3 separate regions of the Sus scrofa genome follow, and all the other regions are linked to region 2. A link is a contact called in public HiChIP or PLAC-seq and promoter capture Hi-C data. All regions are on one chromosome and are shown on one strand. The core of a region is the stretch at or near the end of the contact, and the rest is flanking DNA. Distances in the headings are between cores, read along the strand shown. Region 1 holds the start of NFATC3 (nuclear factor of activated T-cells, cytoplasmic 3). Region 2 holds the start of ATP6V0D1 (V-type proton ATPase subunit d 1). Region 3 holds the start of ESRP2 (epithelial splicing regulatory protein 2).

Evidence for each region. Promoter capture Hi-C pulls out the DNA fragments that hold promoters and counts their contacts. HiChIP or PLAC-seq counts read pairs in DNA pulled down with a chosen protein or histone mark.
Region 1: an H3K27ac HiChIP or PLAC-seq map of alveolar macrophages shows a contact between it and region 2. The contact joins the promoter of NFATC3 here to the promoter of ATP6V0D1 in region 2. A contact is called at or near these places in 2 of 5 promoter capture datasets (fetal liver and fetal skeletal muscle) and 1 of 2 datasets of contacts at active chromatin or transcription factors (alveolar macrophages).
Region 3: a promoter capture Hi-C map of fetal liver shows a contact between it and region 2, with 4 times the contacts expected there. The contact joins the promoter of ESRP2 here to the promoter of ATP6V0D1 in region 2. A contact is called at or near these places in 1 of 5 promoter capture datasets (fetal liver) and 1 of 2 datasets of contacts at active chromatin or transcription factors (alveolar macrophages).

What each region holds. Positions count from the first base shown.
Region 1 is chr6:28,665,046-28,667,763 of Sscrofa11.1, reverse strand. NFATC3 (nuclear factor of activated T-cells, cytoplasmic 3) reads right to left here and starts at 1,306. Exons shown (of 10, transcript XM_021094122.1): 1 at 818-1,306. The coding sequence starts at 920.
Region 2 is chr6:28,130,810-28,133,509 of Sscrofa11.1, reverse strand. ATP6V0D1 (V-type proton ATPase subunit d 1) reads left to right here and starts at 1,430. Exons shown (of 8, transcript XM_003126946.4): 1 at 1,430-1,740. The coding sequence starts at 1,611. AGRP (agouti related neuropeptide) reads left to right here. Exons shown (of 3, transcript NM_001011693.1): 2 at 135-226; 3 at 644-826. The coding sequence ends at 826.
Region 3 is chr6:28,812,654-28,815,353 of Sscrofa11.1, reverse strand. ESRP2 (epithelial splicing regulatory protein 2) reads left to right here and starts at 1,362. Exons shown (of 16, transcript XM_021094132.1): 1 at 1,362-1,583; 2 at 1,937-2,672. The coding sequence starts at 2,475.

The sequences.
Region 1 (2,718 bases), core at 57-2,556, 530 kb before region 2:
TGCAATAGGAAAACTGAACTTAATGAACCACAGTATTCCAAACCAGGTCACAGGAGAGCTCCAAGTCCCCAGCCATCCTGTTTCTATTTCCTGATTGGTCTGACCTCCAAGCATTATGGTGTCCACTCTTCACAATTCATGATCTCCTTTAAAACATCTTGTGAGGTGAGCTTTTTCTCAAAATAAAAATGTACTTCCAGAACTTTCTAGGAGATTTACGAACAAGGTACTCCACTTCTTAAAATTTTCTGAAACACTTTGCTCAAGAAAAGAAATCGTTTTCAGAAAAGTCCCGTTATAGTTACAGCTCGAATTAAATGTGGGCCATATTAAACTTGCACAAGTCGACGTTAACACTAAGGCATTACTCTCCTACCAAAGTAGATTTAAACAGACATGTGCTGGAATTTTAGAGAACTCCTACACTTCCAGAATGCGCATCGTTCAAATAAAGATTGTTTTTAAAACCTAGAATAGACGAAAAACCAAGCCTGCTTACACTTCATAGGGACATTTCCTCCGCACCACGCTGGCAAAGCAGCGACAACCAGACGCCACTTGGGCAGCAGCCCGGACCCTCAGACTCCAAACCCCGGGCGTCCAGGGGCCACAGCGTCCCGGAGTCGAGTTCCCCTCCAGTTTGCTTCCAGCCAAGCTGCGGCCACTTCCACGTCGCTGCGACCTACACGCCTCCTCAGCAACACACACACACACACACGACAACCAGACCTGGGACAACCAAAGGAATAGGGAGGGGACGAGCTCATGAGAGCGAGAAGAGTAGACGCTCTGCGGTCTCGCCCCGCCCGGCACCCACCTGCAGGCCGCGAGCCCGGGGGTGGCGGCGCCGACGCCCCGTCCTCGCCAAAGACGAGTTTAAAGTCGAGCTCGTCGGGGGCGCCACAATTTGCAGTAGTCATCGGCGTGGCCCAGGGTGCTGCGGCTCCTCCTCAGGCGGCGGCAGCGGCGGCGGCTCCTCAGCGCCGCTTCATGCCGGGCCGCGCCGGCCAGGAGGTCGCAGCTCCACAGCAAACTTTCCGGGCGGGGACCGCGACGCCGAGCGTTTCGTTCCGAACTCTAATACTGGCCGCGGGCCGAAACACCCTAGGAACCCCCGTCACCGCCAGTCGTCGGTGCCCAAGCTGGCACGGTCGCCTTAGACGATATTCCCCGCCCCCCCCACAGCCGCCGCCGCCACCACCACCGGCGCGCTCCCGCGCCTTGCCGCGCGCCCGGCCCCGCCCCCTACCGAGCGCCCATCTGACCTGGCAGCCCATAGGCCACCGGCCTCGCGGGCTAGCCCGACGGCCCCGCCCTCTCACTGCCCTACCGCGTGACTCAGTCCCGCAGAAGGAAGTCACGTGACTAAGGAGCGCTAGCTAGCCCTGCTACCTCTTGGGACTTGTAGTTTGGCCTGTATTCTTTCAACTATTTCTGAAATAGGACCCGGCACCGCGGTATGGGGTCCAAAACGTAATTGGATTGAGGGGCCCACCACCAGCCAATCGGAGAAGATCCCTTTCCTTATTGGGCAGACCCCATGTCGTGGAAGGAGCACAAGAGCCTTGGGATTATGGTTCCATTGACGAGCAACTGTAGGGTTATTCTTGCTGACTGGGTTTGGGGAAGGTATCAGCGCCCGGGAGGGTACGTGGATGTCACATACCCTCACCCCAAGCTCAATGGCGGAATCTGAAGAAGGCAGGGACTGGATCGAGCTTCCACCTAAGGTGGGGCGGAGCCAGAGGAGACCTGGGTTGCGCGAGTCTCAAGTCTGAGCTATCCATCGCTACAGACCCACCCCTGGGGGGCGGGGCCATTGCTCCGCTGGATGAGTCTTTGTCTGTCCCCACCACCCAACCTGGCAGCTGCTCCCTCCAGGACAGTCGGCGCGTTCGAGGCCTCGGCAAAGCCCCATGAGCAAGGTCTGTCCCGTGCTGGAAGTCAGGCAGACTGAATGGGAAAGCCTGTGGTGAACTCGCACCACCCAAGGCGCTCCGTGTCTTCTGCATCTTGTCGCACATCCACGGAAGTCAGAGAGATCGTGCTGGTCGAACCGCGTTAGTGGGGAGGAAATTACACTGTCTGAAGAACAGTTTTCACTCTCGGCCTCTCCCCAGCGGGCGTGTCTTCCCTTGAGACGATCCAAGACGTCTCCTCCTGGGGCTTGGGGTGGAGGCCATGCCCAGGGACGCAGAGCCTGGCTTGTTTACTTAGGCACAAGGTGGACCGAGAGCAGGGAGAGGTGGCAGAGACCAACTCCCCTAGCTCCAGGCCCGGAGGGGCATAGCATCCTTAAAAGTGCACTGCCAGAGTAACCAGGGTGCTGTGGCTCAGAAGCTTGCGTGTAGGTGCAAGAGCCCAAACATATCCCAAAGGCCCTGGAGAAGAGTGCAGAGATGTCTCAATATGTGGACTGGCAACCTGAGCTACCAGGGGACCCTGAGGAGAGCCCAACTAGGCCTAAGGTCAGGAGGACTGGGATCATGCAGAGAGAGCACTTGAGACGTTTATCGTGGATTGGCTCATCCCTGAGGTCATAAAACTTTTCCTGCCCTGTTCTCTGTACTCATACCTGTGCTGGTCCTGGGGACACAGATAAATTAATCTCCCTTCAGGCATCAGGGAGGGGAGGCCAGCAAAGCTATAATCACTGTGCAGAGATTAGGGCTGTGCCAAGAGCTCAGAGAAGGTACATAATCCCCCTGGCTGCAGGCT
Region 2 (2,700 bases), core at 181-2,680:
TGGGTGGGGCTTGGACATCCTCTGGCCACAAAGTATTCTGCTTGTATGAGCCCTTTCTTCCCCTTCCCAATCCCAGGCCTGGGAGGTGGGTGTTTTGTGCATGGGTGGTTCTGCCCTCACATCATCTGTCCCAGATCTAGGCCTGCAGCCCCCACTGAAGAGGACAACTGCAGAACGGGCAGAAGAGGCTCTGCTGCAGCAGGCCGAGGCCAAGGCCTTGGCAGAGGTAACAGCTCAGGGAAAGGGCTGAGGCCACAAGTCTTGAGTGGGTGTGTCAAGCATCAACCTCTATCTGTGCTTGGAGTTGCCACTGTGGTACAACGGGATTGGCGGTGTCTTGGGAGCGCTGGGACGTGGTTTCATCCCCGGCCAGCACAAGTGGGTTAAGGATCTGGCCTTGCCATCCCTTCAGCTTAGGCTGAGACTGTGGCTTGGAGCTGATCTCTGACCGGAAGCTCCATATGCTCTGGGGTGACCAAAAATGGAAAAACAAACATACAAAACACCTCTACCTGCACTTCCTGACCCCCTCACCCGGGGCGACACTGCAGACCATCCCGTTCACGCTCCACTTCCATCCTGCCTTGATCTGGCGCATTCCATGAATGTGCTTTTGGAAGTCCTTGTTTCCCAACCCTTGTAGGTGCTAGATCCTGAAGGACGCAAGGCACGCTCCCCACGTCGCTGCGTAAGGCTGCACGAATCCTGTCTGGGACACCAGGTACCATGCTGCGACCCATGTGCTACATGCTACTGCCGTTTCTTCAACGCCTTCTGCTACTGCCGCAAGCTGGGTACTGCCACGAACCCCTGCAGCCGCACCTAGCTGGCCAGCCAATGTCGTCGGGGTCGGGGTGGGGGTAGGCGGGCGCCAATAAAGTATGGGACCAACCCCAGGGTTGTGGCGTTATTTTGAATGTGACGGTCGTTAGGGGCGAAGGTGCCTCTAAGCCAAGAAACCACAGACACATCCCTACTCCAGGGCCTGCGCTATTCCAACATGAGTCACTTACACTCTTAAGAGTGCCAGGAGCGGTTGGGAGAAGCAGAGGAGGACCGTGCTCCAACCCTAGAAGAAGCTTATATAATAAATGCGGGGGAAAGAGTCGCAGCGCTGCAAAGGGTCTGTCGCTCCCCGCTGGCTAACAAACCATTAGGATCCAGGGCCCGCTTAAGGATAACTCGACGCGTGACCCCCAGCAAATCCCACCCTTCCCAGTTCCCCTCAGGGGAAGGTTAATTCACCAGTCTGAATATTTCCAAGCATAAGGGGCCCCCACAGTACCAGGTGCTCCGGACTCGGAAACTATAAAGTGCAAGCCCCCGCGTCCACGGGCGCCACCACGCGGCTAGTCTCGGACATTTTAAGTCGCTCCCGCCAGAGCTCCTCAATGAGCAGGCGCCAGAGGGCGGCCCCCCAGCCCACGGCTGCGCAGAAGTTCCGTGCGAAACCACCCGGAAATCGGGTGCTGCTTAGAGCCCCGCCTCCTTATGGTCACCTGATGAGCTTGACAGTCCACTGCTGGCGCCGCGTCAGCTGATCTTGGAGTTGTGCTGCGTGCCGGCCGGTCCGGTCCGGGTCCTCTGGTCCCGCCGCCCCAGACGCAGCCATGTCGTTCTTCCCGGAGCTTTACTTCAACGTGGACAATGGCTATTTGGAGGGGCTTGTGCGCGGCCTGAAGGCCGGAGTGCTCAGCCAGGCGGACTACCTTAATCTGGTGCAGTGCGAGACGCTCGAGGGTGAGCCGCGGGGCTGGGCTGCGGGCCCGAAAAGGCCTGCAGGGAGGCGGGCCCCGGCCTGAAGGTGCCTAGGTGTGGGAGGCGAAGCTGGGGGTTCTCGAAGGCGCTGGAGAGGTCGGGGAACCGGATCCGGGCCTGAGAGGCCTCACTGGGAAGCCGGGAGTGATGGCGGGTGTTTCGGAAAGGAATCTACTTCCAGTTGCAGCTCAGTGTGGGCCTAAACGCAAACGCGGCATTAAGAACTTCAGTGGTTCGTTTCCTCTGGGGCCACCTCTTAACCTGTTATTCCGGCGTTGTAGTTTGGAAGAGGGTCACTCGGGAGTGGTTGCTTCATGCGGGATGTGCTCATACAAACCTCTTTACTTTGACGTAGCCAGAGAGCTGTCTAGTGGCAATGCTTGGGGAATCTAAGTTGAAAAGTCCCCTGCTTTCCCTCCCAACACATACACCAAGGCCTTTGGGATCATTGTGTCTTCCCTTTGGCCTGGGACTGAGCCTTTCTGGGGAATTGCTGAGCCAGCTTAGCGAGAATTTCCTCCCATCGAGCAGTCTCCTGAAGGCAATGTTTGGGAGAGCCCTGAAAGTCTGGAAGTTCATACATACGTATTTGACAATAATTCTCACCCCCTCTACGAAGATACCTTTTGGGACAAGATTCCTAAGTACAGGAGTGGTATCCTTTCTTCTCAGAACACAAAGTTCCACAGTGGGATTGAATCCCTGAATCACAGAATCACATTTACTGAACTGGGTATGTTCCTGATTCCAGTCTTTGCTTCATTCCCCTCCCCCACGTGTAGTGAAGGGCACAGTGGCTGAGCTGTGAGTTACCATCCCTGACTTTTACCTGATATCCTTGAACAGAGGTACTGCTAGCCTCCAGGTTGGTAGCTGGAGGGGGAGAATGGCCAGATGATTCACCTTCTAGAGAAAATTTTCTCATCATAAACTTATTGAGGT
Region 3 (2,700 bases), core at 113-2,612, 680 kb before region 2:
ACCTGCAGCATATGGAGGTTCCCAGGCTAAGGGGCAATTCGGAGCTGTAGCTGCCAGCCTATGCCACAGCCACGGCAACGCAGGTTCAAAGCTGCCTCTGCAACCTACACCACAGTTCACCACAACACCGGATCCTTAACCTGCTAAGCAGGCCAGGGGTCGAACTTGCAACCTCATGGTTCCTAGTCTGATTCCCACTCCACCACGACAGGAATTCCCTAATGTTATTTTAATGAATTTGAATTTCGTTTTTCAAAGAGTCCAAACATGGGTTATGGTTATTGCCATGTGGGTGGGGGTGGTCAGACAGGTGTACGGGGGTTTGGGGGAGCCGAAACCCCCCACACTTGGGTTCATTACCCCGCAGGGACCTGTACATGCATGTATGCATCTCCAATGGAAATGCGTTCAGGACTGTCCGAAGTGCCAAGAGGTCACCTCAAGGGGGAGGCTTCCTCATTGAGACCCGCGCTGGAGGAAGAATAGCCTAACGCGAAGGTCTAGAGGTTGAATGGATAGGGGTCGCCAGAAAGGGCGAGACTGAGATCAGGTAGCAGCTGGATGGCCCAGCAAGGGCGCCAGGGCTCTGTCCTCTAGGAGGAGAACCCAGACTGGAGCCTAACCTGGGGCGATGTACGCCAGGGAAGTTTTAGGAGAGGCTGGGGTGCTTTTGGGGTGGAATTAGCTGCAAGGGCAGAGCCTGAAGGAAGGCCGACTCAGCCGGGCACACGTGCGCTCCAGGATTGGGTGGAGGGAACTTACCTCGCTGTTGCGCGGACCACAGAACAAATATTTGACATTCCAGGTTTATCTAGAGGAGGGCGGAGCCCGAAGAGCGACATGTCCTCCTCCCTCCGGTCCTGATTGGCTTAGCGCTTCGCGGGGGTGGGGTTAAGTGTGCAGGCGCCGGGTAGCAGTCTCGCGTAGGGCAGTAAAGCGCAGACACTCGCGTACATCCCAGGGGGAAGTGCTTGTTGCCCAAAGCCGCTGGAAGACCCGTCTACTTCCCTCTCCCTCTTGGCCGCCGTGTCCCAGCGCGAGTCATTACCCTCCCAGACGCCTCAGTCTCTTATCCGTCAAATGGGGACGCGATGCAGTGTGAATTAGTGGACAAAGCCTCGTAGGCGCCCCCTCTACGCTGGGCTCCTTCGCTCTCTCAGTGGTCCGAAGGTCTGGACGCAGCGCCCAGTTTCTCCGAAAGAGTGAGGTGTGGCTCTCGCCCCAGCTTCCGCTGGGGCTTGGCAACCCTCCCTATGTGTCTGCTTCTGCTGGGCTGGAGTCCCTCCTACCCGCTGGATTCATCTTCAGTTTCTGAGTCGCATAAATGGGAGAACCGGGGGAAGTCCGGAGCGGCCTGGAGACTCAACCATAAAGGAGCCTCAGCAAGCCTGACTGGGCGAAAGGGTGCTGGGAGCCCTCCACAGGAACTGTCCGGAGGAGAGAAGAGATGGAGGATCTGCAGCCCCTTTGCGCACAATGCGCTTTTGCCGCTGCCCCCCCCCCCCCGCCCCAGCACGCTCATATCTCCAGGCAACAGGCCTGTGGTCAAGGGGGAAGGCGGCAGGTCGCAGTCCTCACCTGGGGTAGGAGTGAGGCTTCTGGTCGGGAGCTTCTGGTTCAGTGCCGTCTGGGGTGCCGCTCTTGGGAGCTGGGGCCGAGGTGGTGGGAACGCGCTTCTTTCTTCCCCAGCACCGAGGCCTGCTCACCTCCAACCATGCTTTGGCACCGTGGGCCCTTCCTGAAGCCAGGCTAAGGCCCAGCCTTTGCACCTGTAGGGACAAGCCCTGACTACTGATCCCAAGGGTTCCTTGGTGCTCTCTGACACCCTTCCCTCCCCCTCAATCGACCTATGGTGATCCCCCTACAAGCCTTTGGGTGATGCCCGGTAATTTTCACCACTCCTTGTGACCATGGGTGACTTCTACTACCCGTCCAGACCAGCCGTCATGACTCCCTCAGCCTCTACGCTGCCTCCTGGTGATTTTCACTACTCCTAACGGACTGAAGAAGGTCCTTGGTTTTGCACTTCCCTTGGCGAAGGCCTCCTGGTGGAGGAGTGAGGAGGAAGCCTCGTGGGAGCGGAGTGTGGAGTCGCCCCGTTAGTCAGGCAGGTTCTGCTAAGGGGAGTGGGAGTCCGGGTTCTGAGAATTAGCCCAGGCCAGGCCTGTGAGCACGCGCGTCCAGGGCTAGGTTCTAGTGGCCCTCCCCCACGGTTCCGGGGGCCGCCCTCGGGTCACGTGGCCCGCAGGGCCGACAGGTATCTCGCCCAGAGAGGGCGGGGGCCGGTAGCCGCCCCGCCCCGCCGGGCGCTGCGGGCGGGTCTCAGCAGCGCCCACAGCGCCAGCCGGGCCGCAGGTGCCGCCCCCAACACACCGTGTCCCGCCCAAGCCGATCCGCGTCTGCCGTCTGTCGGTGCGTGCGTGAGCTTCGTCGGTCCGCGTGTGTCTGGCCGAGCGCCCCCTTCCTCTGCGGCCATGACTCCGCCGCCACCCCAGCCACCGCCCCCAGGCCCGAACCCCACAGCAGACTCCGCTGCCGACCCCCGACCCGGGCCTGGACCCCTAGTCGTACTGTTCGGGGCTACGGCCGGTGCGCTGGGGCCAGACCTGGGCTCTGATGAGACCGACTTAATCCTCCTAGTCTGGCAAGTGGTGGAGCCGCGGAGCCGCCAGGTAGGGTGGAAAGGGGACGGTGAGGTCT